Linked DNA regions of Triticum aestivum: region 1 is linked to region 2. Evidence: chromatin contacts called from public Hi-C data. All regions are on one chromosome and are shown on one strand. Each heading gives the region's core, a stretch centred on a gene start, on an enhancer-like site or on the middle of the called end of the contact. The rest is flanking DNA. Distances are from core to core; before and after follow the strand shown. Region 1 holds the start of LOC123090848 (zinc finger protein CONSTANS-LIKE 16). Region 2 overlaps LOC123090847 (protein CASP).

Region 1 (4,214 bases), core at 352-2,851, 76 kb after region 2:
AAGTTAAAAAGCAATCTAGTCCATGTTATTAAAAAAAGAAGGTGGAGCCCATATGCAGGCCCCTACAAAAAATAAAAGGCAATCGGGTCCCTATAAGTTTATTTAAAAGCAATTAGGTCCATGTAAGTTAAAAAGCAATCAGGTCCATGTTATTAAAAAAGAAGCAATCGGGTCCCTCTTATTTTCTTTCAATCAAGTTAGCAGTACCCGCAATGCACGTCTACAACACAACTACTTCTTGCCCGCCCCCCAAATTGTGGTTTGCCTGATTAATTGCGGAGCACATATTTTTGTGATTAATTGTGCAACACACATTTTCGTGTGCCTTCTGCCGGAAGCAAAGTCGGATGATTCTCTACCTTAAATCCTTCTTTTAAACCACCATTGCATTTAAACCACCATTGCATTTAAACCACCATTATACTTCTTGAAAAATAGGAGGATAAACATTTGTCTCTGCATCAATCATGCATGTCCATTAATAAAACCATTATATATTAATTTTGTGTGAAGGATGATTTGCTAGCTAATTGTCTTTTGGTGATAATTTAGGCTTGTTTTTTTTGCGAATAATAATTTAGGCTTGGTTGTAAGCGTGAAACTCCGAATGCCTGATTTTCCAAGATTGTGTTTCTCTTGCATTAAAGGGTTCACGTGGTTTGTAGGATTTTTGCACTATTCCTATAGGATTTCTTGCTGCGGGATTTTTACCTTTGTGCGGCGTTCATTTTATGGGAATGGAGGCACTATATTTCTTTTTTTTATTTTGCTTTTTTTTATCTATTGACCTAAAGCATCATAGCTCAATTTCAAATATGAAGTTGCTTTCTTAGGATTATGTCCAAAACTGTGGCTTCTGTGACTTAGGTCCAGTTCTTTTGGTAGCCTTTTTAGGTTTATAGAATAAGTTGCCTCCTACCCAGCTTATTCTATAAGCCTAACAAAAAATATTTTTTAAAGCCTACTAGTTAAGTCTTAATTAGTAGGCTTCTAAACAATTAAATTTAGTTAGGCTTCAAGAATAAAGTGGGTAGGGAGTAGTTTATTCTAGAAGCCAGCAAAAGAACTGGCCTTAGCGTGTGAGTGTAATCTCGTGCACTCTCCTTCGCTTCACAAAGAGTCTTATGTATCAACTTGTCGAGTCAAGCTAACTGTACCTTGGCGCCCTAACAAGTTTGAAACTTGTTCGAAAAAGATTCCAAAAAAGGGCTCATTTCAAAAGAGAAAAAGATCATGATTCTACGCGGGTTGATGATGAGTCACCAGCGATCAGCACCATCACAAGCTGCAGCCCCATGGTCGTCGCCCATCCCCCACGGGGCCCGCCGGAAATCCAAACGGCGTGACAGCTCGCCCAATAGAATTCATCCTCTCCGGATTCCGCGCGCCCGCCAGCCAATCAGCTTCGAGATAACCACCTCCCTGGGTCCCGCCCCTCCCCTCCAGCCCACTCCCGTCGGGCCACGTCGTCGAAAAGGCCCTGCCAGGCCCACCGGCCCGCCCTTTTACCCGAATCACCCACACACGAACCCACGGGCGCTGCAGCGTGGGCCAGGGGTCGCCGTCCGGGCTCGCGGTTTAATAGAGGAAAAGGGCTCCGACCTCTCACCCCACACTGCTCTGGGTTAAGCGCTCGCTTAACTCTACTGAGCTAGTGTCAGCGGGGCAGGCGCGAGGGTGCGTAGCTAGCTCGGTCGCTCGTGTCTGACCTGACGAGATCGATGGCGAGCGCCGGCGCGGCGATCGGAGCGCGCGCGGCCCGCGCCTGCGACGGCTGCATGCGGCGGCGGGCGCGGTGGCACTGCGCCGCGGACGACGCCTACCTGTGCCAGGCGTGCGACGCCTCCGTCCACTCGGCCAACCCGCTCGCGCGGCGCCACCACCGGGTGCGCCTCCCCTCCTCGTCCTCGCCGGCGGCCACCTCCTCCCTCCAGCACGCCGACCCCGACGAGCCCGCGTGGCTGCACGGGCTCAAGCGCCGGCCGCGCACGCCGCGGTCCAAGCCCGGGACGGTGGGCAAGCACGGCGCGCCCGCCGCCGCGAAGGCCGCGGCTGCCTCGGCGGTCCCCGATCTCGAGGCGGAGGACTCCGGCTCCGGCATCGTGGGTGACAACGACGACGTCCACGGCGTGGAGGTCGACGACGAGGATCTCCTGTACCGCGTCCCGGTGTTCGACCCCATGCTCGCCGAGCTCTACAACCCCATGCCGGTCGACGAGTTCCGGGAGCCTCTCGAGCAGAAGCCCGCCGTCTGCTGCTTCTCGTCGCTTGCCAAGCAGCCGTCGTCGGAGTACGCCTCGGGCGTGGCCGGGGCGGCAGACGGGTTCACCGGTTTCGACGTCGTGCCGGACATGGAGCTCGCCAGCTTCGCCGCGGACATGGAGAGCCTGCTCATGGGAGGAGTAGAAGAGGGGTTCGACGACCTGCGGTTCTTGGACGAAGAGAAGCCCCAGCTGAACCTTGACTTCGACATGGCGGACTTCGATGATCAGAGCACCGCGGCGCCGGCGCCGGAGCAAGAGTCGTTAGAGGACAGGAAAAGGAAGCGGTCGGACTCGGGGATGATACTTAAGCTCGACTACGAGAGGGTCATCGACTCCTGGGCCCATGACGGCGGCTCGCCGTGGTTCTACGGCGAGCGCCCCCACATCGACCCCAGTGATGATTCCTGGCTGGAGTTACCGGTAAGCACTTGTCCTTGCTCCTAACATGTGATCTATGCACTTATTTCACTTCTGTACACATAAACTTGTCGTCTAATCAAGCTCGATCTGTTGCTTGGCATGGACAGGCGGGGAGCCGGGGGTTCGGGCTCGGCGCAGCGGTGACGGCGGTGACCGGCGGCGAGCGGGAGGCGCGGGTGTCGCGGTACCGGGAGAAGCGGCGGACGCGGCTGTTCGCCAAGAAGATCCGGTACGAGGTGCGCAAGCTCAACGCCGAGAAGCGGCCGCGGATGAAGGGCCGGTTCGTGAAGCGCACCGCGCTGCCACCGCTGCCGCCGCGGCCGCCGATGGTGCTCGCGGGCCACGGCCACGGCGGCGCGCACGGGCGCTTCCGTTTTTGAAAGCAAGCGCTCGACCGTTCGTCCGTGGATGCAGATGCATGCATGCATGCATGCCTGTGCATGCTCGAACGATAATCCGCTAATAAAATACTACTTCACCTACGTAGCTCTCGTTTTTTCTTGCTAGTTTTGAGCAGAAACCTCACCACGTACGTACGACTGAATATACACTTGTAGAATTTCATGTGCAAAGTATAGTAGCTATGTACCACAAGTCTTTGTATATACGCTCAATGGTTTAGGGTTGTTGTTGTTACTTTCGTCGTTTTTGTAAGGAATGTGTACTGATTACAACGGTTGTACTGTAGATGTTGATCTCAAAACGTAGGAGATACATTCATGGTACGATAGAGTTAGGGTAAGGGCTTGTAACTGAGAATGGTAGAGAGGAAGATCAAGCCTAGTTCGTGTATGTCAATGCATGCCTTCAAGCCTTCCATTCCTGATGTGTTGGGTAGCCTCGAACCAGGGCACAATCTATGAATCACAATCACAATGTGCTTATTTACAAGTCTACATATATATATGGTGTTTTCTACTGGTGTAAAGGTTGCATGACTTTTTTTTCCTCGATCGAAGGCTTGTACCATTATTTGGATCTAAACGTCTTGACACTTTGTATGTAGATATATATGAAATTTTTCGCTAGCTTTGCATCTAGTAGCTATAGACTGAAGAGCATGCCACTCACATATCTTAACGCCTCTTGGATTCAAACAATTTCTAAGGGCTCATTCGGTTTATAGGATTTCCGATCATAGAAACAGGAAAAGTAATGATTAGGGTGGCCTCTGTTCCTTAGGCTTTGGTTCAATAATGGTAAACACAACCGTAATCGGAATGGGATTGCGTAGGATGTACTTCACATATTTGTCGGAAATCCTCAGCGTAATTTATAATCTCCACATATTTATTTTGCTGTGACAATGCATCGAAAACTGCTAAACCAGCTCTTTGGATCGTCTCTTTGAAATTCACGGAAATTTGAAGAGAGATGAGGTTCATGCAACCAATCTCGTGTTACAATTCTTTCAAAATTCCTCCGGTTTGAGTTATCCAGTAGGATGTCTATTTATACAACCTGATTCATATGGTCATAGGGGTATCCATAAGAAAAATTCTAATGAATTAAAATCCTAACCCTTTGCTT
Region 2 (4,062 bases), core at 931-3,430:
ATGTTATCTCTGGTATTGTACACAGCTCAATTATGTTCTTTTTTTGCCATATCCAGGAAAAGGATCAAAGATACAAGGAACTTGGTATAAGAGATAAGATCACTCTCAGTAGTGGCCGTTTTCTCCTCGGTAACAAGTATGATACTATCATTTTTTGTGGGGTGTGCAGTTCAGGTTTTCCTTTTCTTTGTATTTGTTGTATTACCGATCTTTGATGATAACTTTTAAATTGTTGTAGAAACAGCAGAGCTATACATGCCAAGTTTTTTATTTGACCATTCCCAATGTCGTATGTCTTTTTTGAATTAAATAAGTACAGCACCGATGACTCAGGTGTGCATGGATCTGCCACTGAGATGTACTCCCTCTGTAATGAAATATAAGAGCGTTTAGATAGTGCTATTATATTTCTTTACAGAGGGAGTAGTTAATTTGGTTCCAACTTCTTAAATTATACCCTTCGTCTGAATCTTTGTTTAGATTTTATATTTGGTCATTGTGCTCATGTCTAAACTTTAAAACTGACCACCATTGATTAATCCTAGCCCTTCATGGATAAGAATGCACAAGTGATTGCCATTTTGTATTACATGATGCCTTAGTTTCTTTATTGTATGATTTTATCCATGAAGCGGACTGAAAATAAATATATCAAGTGTTTTGTTTGTATTCACATATTTGCCTGGACTTTTATATTCTCCTACACTAATGAATTGCTTGAATTTCTGTATTTGACCAATGAAGCGGACTGAAACAAGAAATTAATGTAGCATGTGTTCTGTTTGTATTCACAGATTTGCCCGGACATTTATATTCTTCTACACTATTGGATTGCATCTCCTCGTGTTCACGCTGCTGTACAGAATGTCAGCTTTGAGCTATCTGAGGTAAGCATGCATCGCATCGTCAGTTTCAATTTGAGGCCCTAAGCATGAGCACGGCTAACTTGAAATATTTGTGCAGCATAACACCTGCACATGATGAGATCATCCTTGACGCTGGCAATCAGACATTATCGCACATGCCCTGAGCCAAGTTTGATGTAACAGTATTATCACTTGATCAGTACCGAAAGGGAAGCGTTCCTGGGTTTTGGTCTCGAGAATCTCTGCATAGGATCATGACTGAAGTTTTTAGTTTACTATGCCCTTTAGGTGCCTTGATATGTTCTCTTCTGTAGATAAATTTCCAGTAAAGCGGGTGAGGATTAAGGGGCGAGGTGGCGGATGAGGTGTGGTGCTTGAGTCATTCTGTAAACTGTTGTATTACCAAATTGCCCTTTCGATGACAAATGAAAGCACATATGTACAAACACAATGCCATCCAAAGTATGTTTTCAGCATATATGGTCGGAAGTTTGTGGCGAGGACAGTTGTACAGAATCTAGAAATAAAAAGGATTGAGGGAGTAATATTAGAGTTGTCTTCACATTAATTTAGCAGGAACAGCCTTAAGCAGATATTTGGCAAAAGCAAGTTATCTGGATTCCCTTGTATGCGAAAGATGAAGTTTACAAGTTGAAGTATTCAAAAGTTGAATTCTTGCAACTAAAAGATTTTTTTCCTGAAAAAGGAGATGACTGCTTTGCCTCCGAAAAATTGAAAGGAAGAAGAGAAACCATGGGAGGCAACGTTCCTGTTGACAGAGGCGCATGTAATGGCTTTGTTAATCTTAAAACCTGTTAGCTTAGTATCTTGGAGGTGTTCATAGGATAGGGCATGCATGCCTGTATTTGTAGAGATGAGCCTATTCATGGGGATAGGCGTATGTACTTGTTTGTGTACTGCGCTTCTGAAAAAACTGGGGAGGCAGGGAGAGAAGGCGTGCAAGAGTTAAACTTGGCGAGCTTTATCCATTTAAAAAAAACAAACTTGGTGAGCTTTATCTGAAGAGCGATCCAGCCGGATTACCTGTCGAGACCCACCCGCACGCACAGTAAACCCGCTTGTCTTCAACCACGATCAGTCGCTGTACGCTCCCACGCCCACGGATTGTCCCCAACCACCGTGCACATCCACTGCAACCCGCAACCTCTCCCGAGCTACAAAAAATTCACACCGTTTTGCCGACCCTCCGGCACGCGCAAGTGACACCAACAGCGACGGCGCCGGGAACCTGTGGACCGCCGAGGAGCCGAGGGGCAGCCCACACGCAGGCTCGCGCGCGCGCAGCTAGGAGCCAGAGCGGGGAGAGGGACCGGGCTGTACTAGGGTCGCTGTTTGCGGTCAATTCACGGCGGCGCGTAGCGCAGCGCCGAATCGACAGGCGGCCGCAGGTTGGCTCCGGGAGGGGCCTGGTAGCTGGCTACTACGGGCCATGCACGGTCGTGGTCTCCGATGCCTACGCGCCACAAGGGAGCCCGCGGGGCGGACCGGGCCACGTCGAGCCCCAGGCGCCGTCGTGATCTGGCGCCGCTATCCGCCGAGTCGCCGGAGGGCGAGATGCTGAAAATATGTGTGGGGCGGCAAGCCGGAGTGGCCGCGTCGGGTCGACACGTCGGCCCTCGCGTACATGTGCATCCCTGTGGTAGGTGTGTTTCACTGTACTTGTGGTGTGCTACCATCACTGTCCTGTGAGCATCACCGATAACTAATCCGGCTGAGGTACAGTACTCGTTTTCTTTTTGCGAGTGAAGGTACAGTACTTGTTAGGATTACACGTTATATCCCCTCAAAAAAAAAGGATTACACGTTATAAAGCTGCGGAAATGATTATACACGAACAGAATCGGTGTACAAATATTTTGTTGATTTTGATATAATAAATAAAAGACGTAACCATTGCAAGTCATGCAATTATTTTGTTTGTAAAAATGCATTATTTCATAAAAAATGTAAAAACATGACCATTAGCAAGTCATGCAAAAAATGTAAAACGAATTATGCATAATAAAATTCTTACACGTTTATGCAACTTATTGCGCAACAAATTCCCCCTTTTGGAGACATTTCTATCAATCTTTTTCCCGTAATTTTCTTAGCGTTTTTTGATTTTCCCCATAGCATTTAAAGATGATTTCTGCAGTATGTTATTCATGTTTTTTGTGCGGGCATGTTATTCTAGTGTTTGCTAACCACATGCTCCATGGGGTTACGTTATTCAAGTGTATGCTTCATACTAGTACAGTTATTAGGTGCCATGCCGTAACATCAATGTATTGCTTACGCATATCATTTCATTAGGGCATCTCCAATCAATTACATATTAAGTCGCATCATTTACTTAAAACATACAAAACAACCAACAACATAAAAGGAGAAAGAGCAACCAGCTAAGGCAACGTAATACCAGTTTCCTCCTAACAAACTTTTGTCATACGCAGAATTCCACATGGCATACTACAATATGCCTAAAACCTCGCAGATGAGAGGCAACCTACTCGCCAACTTATTCTTCCATTGTATATTAGCTTGTCTGCAAAATGGTGATGTGTGAACCTCCCAACTTTCCATGTTAGCATGAAAATTCTGTTTTGCTAGTGGACAATGGAGGAAAATATTGCACGCTTTCTTAGATGAAACAAAACTTGTGGGGCGATTGACAATAACTTCTCTCTCTCTCTCTCTCTCTCTCTCTCTCTCGCTCTCTCTCTCTCTCTCTCTCTCTCTCGCGCGCGCGCGCGTGTGTGTGTCTCATAAATATTTCTACACACACATTTACTTGTTTTGGAAGCAAGGGTGTGAAGAAGCCACCCATAGTCTCACATTGGTGTTGTCGAAGCTAGAATTACAAAGGAAACGATATACCTAGTTTCAGGTGTTGTATGATATGCCATAACATCGGTGTATTGCTTACGTGTATCATATGCCAGGGCATCTCCAATCAATCATATGTAAAATTGTATCTTAGAGCTTTCACATCATTTTCATCAAACAAAATGAATTAGCAGCTCAAAGGGAGAAAGAACGGCCAACACTGTACCAATTTCCTTCTAATGTCATACGTAAAATCCCATATATCATACTACCTACCAATATGCCTGAAATGTCCTGTTGAAAGGTAACCTCCGCACCAATGCATTCTTCTATCTATCTTAGTACGCCTGCTTAATGGTGATGTGCA

Evidence for each region. A called contact is a pair of places that touch in the nucleus more often than the background predicts.
Region 1: a contact with region 2 is called in a Hi-C map of leaf, with 5 times the contacts expected there. The contact joins the promoter of LOC123090848 here to the enhancer-like site in region 2. A contact is called at or near these places in 3 of 5 Hi-C or Micro-C datasets (all in leaf) and 1 of 1 datasets of contacts at active chromatin or transcription factors (leaf).

Annotation. Positions count from the first base shown.
Region 1 is chr4B:35,637,419-35,641,632 of IWGSC CS RefSeq v2.1, forward strand. LOC123090848 (zinc finger protein CONSTANS-LIKE 16) reads left to right here and starts at 1,602. Exons shown (of 2, transcript XM_044512201.1): 1 at 1,602-2,684; 2 at 2,792-3,602. The coding sequence starts at 1,722. The coding sequence ends at 3,064.
Region 2 is chr4B:35,561,226-35,565,287 of IWGSC CS RefSeq v2.1, forward strand. It overlaps LOC123090847 (protein CASP), which reads left to right. Exons shown (of 18, transcript XM_044512200.1): 16 at 57-136; 17 at 795-887; 18 at 964-1,413. The coding sequence ends at 1,030. Among protein-coding and RNA genes, the nearest start is that of LOC123090847, 9.0 kb to the left of the region's middle. Within about 2 kb of position 2,181, at least 8 of the 8 cell types and tissues checked have an H3K27ac peak or open chromatin away from gene starts, as enhancers often do. A contact at or near this core is called in leaf, where this site is marked.